2 separate regions of the Macaca mulatta genome follow, and region 1 is linked to region 2. The links are chromatin contacts, called in public Hi-C maps. All regions are on one chromosome and are shown on one strand. Each heading gives the region's core, a stretch centred on a gene start, on an enhancer-like site or on the middle of the called end of the contact. The rest is flanking DNA. Distances are from core to core; before and after follow the strand shown.

Region 1 (3,441 bases), core at 913-3,412, 160 kb after region 2:
TCTGTTTTCCGCAGGATTTACAGGCCATTGTAAATTACTTTCTATTGCAAACAGTTGCCTCAGGAAGCAATTAAATTTAGATCCTATCGTTCCCAGGCTGGCACAGGCAGGTGTTGACTTGCTGAGGCTTTGCACAACAGCCCTTGTCTGTCAGAATGTGCCCAGCTGCCCGGATTGCAGAATAACCTTAACGCTTGGTGGGATGAGCTGCTGTCTTATAAGATAGTGAGTTCCTTGTCAGTAGGGGTATCCAACCCACAAGTGAGGGGTTGGCCTAGATTGTGACCCCGGAGGCTGCATCCAGAGCTCCATTCCCAACTTTGGGCCTAGTGCCTGCCAGTGAATGCTTCCAGAATGGACAAAGGTGCTTCCTGATGGCATCCCATCATAGTGTCTTCCACCACAGCCTTAGCTCTTCTGGAGGGGAAAGTGGCTTGTGAACTTGGAAGTGGGATGCATTGTTATAATGACCGTTACGATTGTTCTGGGTGTCTATTACCAACTCTACAGGTGCTGGCTCTTACAAGCCAACCCATTACGAGGTAGACAGGGGATTTATCCTGCAGAGCCCACAGTGTCATCTGCTCTAGACTGAGCCTGCAGACATCTTCCATCCCAGGGCCAAAGAGCAAGGGCCAGGGTTTCAGGTTCACCAAACTGCAGCCCTGGTCCATTCTTTTAGTGTGAGGAGGGGCACCAGTATGACAAGTGGTCAGTAATGGGTGCAAAGTGGGTGGGGGGGATGCCTGGGTATGAGGGCTCCTCTTCCTGGGTCTAGCTCTGGCTCCAACACCTACCAGCTGTGTTACTTGAGCTGATCTCTCAGACCTCAGTTTTACCCTACAAAATGAGGACAATGATGGTGTGAAGTGCATACAGCTATTATGAGTATTAAAATTCATCAACGAAGATTTCTGTGTAGCTTCTATGTGCTAGGAACAGTGTTCCCGTCCTAGGTAACCACCTGCTGAGACGGAAACCCTGAGCCTCCGTTTCTTCCTCTTTGGCCTGCACAGGTCCAGGTTGCTGCTATGGCTGGCTGGGCACCTCCTCCTGCCTCCATTCACCCTAGGCCTCATTCCCACCTCCCACAGCCTGAACTCATGCCCCCTCTTAGGACTACTCAGCTTGTAGCTGCCACACTCTGTCTGCATTATGTATGTGGGCATTGACTATTACTGGCAGGCCTGGCCACAGAACCTAGGCCAAGGATTTCCTAGTTCGGTCCTTGTCTAGCTCACACTAACCACCTCTCCTTTTTTTTTTCTTTTTTTTTGAGGCAGGGTCTCCGTGTCTCCGTCTGTTGCCCAGGATAGAGTGCAGTGGTGTGATTGCAACACACTACAGCTTCGACCTTCTGGGCTCAAGTGAGCCTCCCGCCTCCGCCTCCCAAAGCACAGGGATTCCTCACCTGGCCTTCTTTGTTGGCCTAGGTGGGGAATGGGAAATGCACAGGGCCACTTTCTTTTTTTTTTTTTTTTTTTTGAGACGGAGTCTTGCTCTTGCTCTGTCGCCCAGGCTGGGGTGCAGTGGCCGGATCTGAGCTCACTGCAAGCTCCGCCTCCCGGGTTTACGCCATTCTCCTGCCTCAGCCTCCCGAGTAGCTGGGACTACAGGCGCCCGCCACCTCGCCCGGCTAGTTTTTTTTTTGTATTTTTTAGTAGAGACGGGGTTTCACCGTGTTAGCCAGGATGGTCTCGATCTCCTGACCTCGCGATCCGCCCGTCTCGGCCTCCCAAAGTGCTGGGATTACAGGCTTGAGCCACCGCGCCCGGCCTGCACAGGGCCACTTTCAAATCAAAGTCAGAAGCACTTTGCTCGCTCCACAGAGCCCTCAGTGCTCTGCTGAAAGCAAGGAGGATTTTTCCAAGGCTCTAGTTTTGCCTCCAGGGAAACTGAGGCACAAGGCATCAATGATTCCTGGGGGTCCTGCCTCCGCTCCTCTAGGTGAGTAGCCTTTTCCATGGGCCCCACTCTGAAAGCCGAGAGGCCAGGGGCACGCACTACAATTCCCAGAGGTCCCCGGGCGCGGGAACGTCCCCCACCCCACGCCTCCCCCGCACGACGGAGCCGGGCCCACCAATGGGAGCCCAGAGTGGGGCGAGCAGGGGCGGGACGGGGCGGGGCTGCGGGGAGGCGGCCGGCGGGCGGCGCCGCGAGTCAGTAGCTCAGAGAGCGCGGGATCCGGACAGCCGCGCGCTGAGGGTCTCGGGGCGAGTGCCGCGGGACGTCGCCGGGCCATGGGTAAGCGGCTCCACGGCGCGGCCCGGGCCGGGGCTCGGCGGCCCTGCAGGGAGGGCCCAGGTGCCGGCGCCGGGTCCCCTCCAGCCCTCGTGGCGGTCGGGGCGCTGTGCGGGGCGGAAAGGGGTCCGCGGTGGGCTGCGGGGCGCGGGCCGAAGGGAGCGAGCCCGGCCCGCGGCTTCAGCGCTCCCGGCCGGCGCGGAAGGGGTGAGGCCGGGCGTCCGCGCGCGTTTCGAGAAAAGGAAAGACAAAAAGTTTTGGCGGCCAGGGGCTTCCCGGGCGTTTATCTCGAAACTCTCTTCGCCGTCTCTTGCCTGAAATGTGCCGAGCCCGGCACGGCGCTGTCGTCCCACTTCCTGCTGCGGTTTCCCCCGCGAGCCGGGCTCAGCTCCTGTGTTGTGACAGCTGCCGGCGGCCGCCCTCCGCCCCTGACACCCCGCGGGTTTCCGAACCGCGGCGCCGCCGGGCGGGCGCAGACTCCGGGTCCGGGGCGCGCGGCCCTTCCCTCTGCGGCGCCGTTTCCTGCAGGGGCTGCGCGGGTGCGAAGAACTTGCTCAATGCGCTGTGAAGGCTCCACGGTTCCTCTTTCGGCCGCGGGCTGCGCCGATGGTCCGGGGCGCCCGGCTTCGCGCCCCTGCCCATTCCTTCTCTTCCGTTCTCTCTTTCCCTCTCCCGTCTCCCCGCCCACCCGCCGCAGCCCCGCAGGAGAGGGGTCGCTTCCCTGGTTCCTCTCCTGTCCCTTGTGTGTCCCCTTCTTTTCCCTCGGTCTGCAGAAGGGACGGGGCGGCGGGTGGGGAGCGCCGGGGAAGAGGGCAAGGGCGCGGGCAGCGATGCCCGGCTTCGCGCTCGGTGGGAGCAGCGGGGCAACCCGGGCCCGCGCTCAGTCCCTCCGCGGTGTCTAGGGGTCGCCCGGTCTGGGGTCGCGTCTTCCTCCGCCCAGCGCCGGCGTGGTGGGGTTTGCGCGATGCAGGACCCCCGAGGGCACGGGGGGTCCCGAGGCGCTGCGGAGTCTTGGGTCAGTAAAGAGGGCTCCGCGGGCCCCAGGGGAGGACAACAGGTGCCTCTTGCGCCACCCGGGCCCCACTGGTGGGAGCCCACACGCAAGGTGGCGTCTCTGCCTACAGGCAACGCTAGAGCACAGGAGGGGTGGGAGATGGGGCTCGAGGACTTCACCCCACGGCAGAGCTCAGAGCCCAGTCC
Region 2 (3,640 bases), core at 214-2,713:
AGATAATGTATTAACTCATTTCAAACATACTTTAATCAAACTAAGCCCATGAATTTTGGAAACATCATCATAGGAAAGGGAGCAAGACACCAAGATATTCCAGATCAAAAGATAATGGTGAGGTAAAGGTAAGTTTTGAAATGCGTCCCCAAGAAATATTTAAGAAAAGAAAAAAAGAAAAAAAATGCAAAATAAGAAAAAAAACTGTCTTTCATACCATGGATGCTTAAATTAGTTTGTAACAACAAAATAGGTAAGAAGTGGACAAGAGTAAAGGGAAAAAATAGGGGTAGAAAGTTAGTAATGGAAAAAAAAAGAAAAAGAAAAAGAATTACTGAGACATAGGAATAGCAAGGGTCTTGAAAATACCCTGAAGAAAAGTAATATCTGTCTATGAACTAGAAACACACATGTAAGAAAAAGGTACCAACAAGTTATTTTCCACTTTAGGTACACTTTTTAAGGCCAAAAAAATCTTTAAACTCTCCTGTTCTGTTTTTACCTTCACTAAACCGTTTTAATGCCACTGATCTTACACCAAGCATTCCGGCCAAAATGCTGCTCGAATGTTAAAGAGAAGAGACTTTGGATCTGAAGGAAAAAATAGTATTCCCTTAGCACTCACTTGGCTCTTCTTTCCTCCTGCATCTGCGGTTTGGTCCGTTGAGCCTTGTCTCCCATACGTGTGCCCTCCAGCTTCCCAACAAGGGACAGCACTTCTCCTGTGGGTTCATCCCGGCGGGTCCGGTCAATGAGAGAGCGGTCAGCTTGGAGCACAAGATTTGAGTTCTGAAAAGATCAAAACATTATTGAAGCTTTGACATGAGCAGGGCCAGTTCCTACTATCACAGTTACCCCAGCTGATGGAAGAATCGTAGTAGCTAGTTGCTTATAATCGCTAATCGTAATAATGATATTTTCCTTAAGAACTGCATGGTATGACGCTGTGCAGAAGCATAGAGCTGAATAAGTCTTACGGCCTGTCGAATCAGCTAAGCAATTCTTGTTCCTAACAGTGCCCATCATAACCCACATCTGGGAAAAGTGGTGAGTGGGTTGGGAGTGAAGTGTGGAAGGGGGCGGGCTTAGCGTTGAAGGGACTCGAGAAACTCCTCCTAGAGAGATCTTAGCACTCCCCAGACCCCCGTAGGTTATTCACGTCATCAAATAACCCCCACCTTCACCGCGATTCCACTTCCCCTCCGTTTTCGTGGCTCTCCTGGAGGCCTTCAGACTGAAACTCTCTTTTTCAGCCTCCCCCTCCCCACTGGACTCCTGAGCCTGGAATCCTCCCACGAGCCCAAACGTACCGCCTTGTACTCGTACTGCAGACTACGGGCGGTTACATCCGCCATGGCCGCGGCTGCTTGGAGGCTTCAGGCCTCCACGCCCCCCAGCCGCACGCTGCAAACGGCCGTGGACCTCCGCTCCCGCCGCGCCGGTACGACGCAGGAAAGACGCACTGGGGGAAGGAAAAGAAACGGGCTCCCTTCCGCTTCCGGGTCGCGCCCCGGAAGTGTGGGCGGGGCGTGTCCCTGGCGTATGCGCGGGGCTTCCCGCAGCCCTCTGAGTGGGATGTGTGGGCCTGGTGCATTTGGGTCCCCGAATCCCTAGACCCGCGCACTCTGGTTCCGGCCGCCCGCAGGCCCCAAGGACCCAGGGCCCGTGCTTTCCCCGACCTCAGTCTCCAGCCCCCCGGCACCCCTCACATCGTAACGAACGTACGGCCGCTTAGCCCCTGTCCCGTCCCAAGACCTTTCCTTCCGCTTCCTTCCTCTTTGGCAACAGTCCCATGAGGTAGGCAGGAAAAGAGGGCCTGAAAAGTCCCGTTTCCGTTTGAGGTAACGAAAGCACCCAGCGAGCGAGGTCACGTGCGCGTGTGTCTGTGTCTGCGTGTTTTAATGATTGGCGTCTTGCTTTGGGTTTCTCTTCTGTGTTGAACAATTGAAAAAGAAAGCTGCTGTCCCCCACCCGTCCCAGCTAAACCGGTGGCCCCAAGACCCTCGTTCTCACCCAGCGGAACGAACAGGGCCGGGGCCCCCGTCCGCTCCCAGTTGTCGGTGACATTCTATGGCAGGGCCCTGTCTGCCGCCCGGGGAAACCGGTGCAGGCAGGGCCAGAGAACAACAGGCTGGATGTGGTGGCTCATGCTTGTAATCCCAGCACTTTAGGAGGCTGAGGAAAGAGGATTGCTTGAGGCCGGGAGTTTGAGACCAGCTTGGGTAACATAGTGAGGCCCTGTTTCTTCAAACAATAAAAAAGTAGCCAGGCCTGGTAGTGTGTGCCTGTAGTCCCAACAACTTGGAAGGCTGAGGCAGGAGGATTGCTTGAGCCCAGGACTTCAAGGCTGCAGCAAGCTAGGATTGTGCCAGTGCACTCCAGCCTGACCCACATAGCAAGACTCTTCCCCCACAAAATGAAAACAATTTTTTAATTAAAAAGATAGAAAAGAAAAATGACAGCCATGCTTCCTCACTCTGGGGAAGGGGCTCGGGGAAACTTCCTGGGCCAACTTGTTGAAAATGGGGGAAGGGGTCTAGTCCCAGCACTTTGGGAGGCCAAGGCGGGCGGATCACAAGGTCAGGAGATCGAGACCATCCTGGCCAACATAGTGAAACCCCATCTCCACTAAAAATACAAAAAAATAAGCTGGATGTGGTGGCACGGGCCTGTAATCCCAGCTACTCGGGAGGCTGAGGCAGGAGAATCACTTGAACCAGGGAGTCAGAGGTTGCAGTGAGCTGAGATCGTGCCATTGCACTCCAGCCTGGCGACAGAGCCAGATTATATCTCAAAAATAAATAAATAAATAAAGAATTTTATAGTGTATAGTTTTTGTCTCTCTAAAGTTGTTTTTAGACAATTTTTTTGGAAACAGGGTCTGGCTGTGTTGCCCAGGCTGGAATGCAGTGACACAGTTTCAGCTCACTGTAGCCTCGACTTCTGGGCTCAAACCATCCTCCCGCCTCAGCCTTCCCAGTAGCTGGGACTACAGGTGTGCACCACCACACCCAGCTAATTTTTGTATTTTTGGTAGAGATGGGGTTTCGCTGTGTTGCGCAGACTGGTCTTGAACTCCTGGCCTCAAGCAATCTTCCCACCTCGGCCTCCCAGAGTGCTGGATTACAGGTGTGAGCCACCATGCCCGGTCTGTTTTTAGACAATTTTTAATAGAGGATTATCCTCAGGAAGCTAAAGGACTGGGGGCACCCTGGCAGGTACAGACCCCCGGGATGACATTAGTTACCAAGATGGGCTCAGAGCAAGGGAATTTAGCTTTGTTTCAGTCCACGTGCTGTCTCTCTCCAAAGATGAACTGAATTCGCTGCTCCCCAACCCCAGGCCTGCACAGGTTACCCAGACTTTTGCCTGGGTCCTGCATTTCTGTATCTAAAGACCTGTCACTTCATTTAATTATGTCTCAAATATTTGTATGTGCTCTGTGAGCACTTTCAGGGACTCAGAGAAAGACAAGGCATAGATAAGACCCTTGAGGAGTTCAAGTCTCACAGGAGAAGTAAAACTACAAATATGGTGGTACCCACCTGTGAGGCAGAGGCAGGAGGATTGCTTGAGCCCGGGAGTTCCAGACCATAGTGCGGTATGATCATGCCTGTGAGTAGCCACTGTGCTCCAGCCT

Evidence for each region. A called contact is a pair of places that touch in the nucleus more often than the background predicts.
Region 1: a Hi-C map of cortical neurons shows a contact between it and region 2, with 3 times the contacts expected there. The contact joins the promoter of ARID5A here to the promoter of SNRNP200 in region 2. A contact is called at or near these places in 3 of 14 Hi-C or Micro-C datasets (blood, cortical neurons and fetal cortex germinal zone).

Annotation. Positions count from the first base shown.
Region 1 is chr13:5,195,853-5,199,293 of T2T-MMU8v2.0, forward strand. It overlaps ARID5A (AT-rich interaction domain 5A), which reads left to right and starts at 2,163. Exons shown (of 6, transcript XM_028832153.2): 1 at 2,163-2,244. It also overlaps the pseudogene LOC144333669.
Region 2 is chr13:5,040,365-5,044,004 of T2T-MMU8v2.0, forward strand. It overlaps SNRNP200 (small nuclear ribonucleoprotein U5 subunit 200), which reads right to left and starts at 1,464. Exons shown (of 45, transcript XM_015112857.3): 1 at 1,311-1,464; 2 at 626-789. The coding sequence starts at 1,355.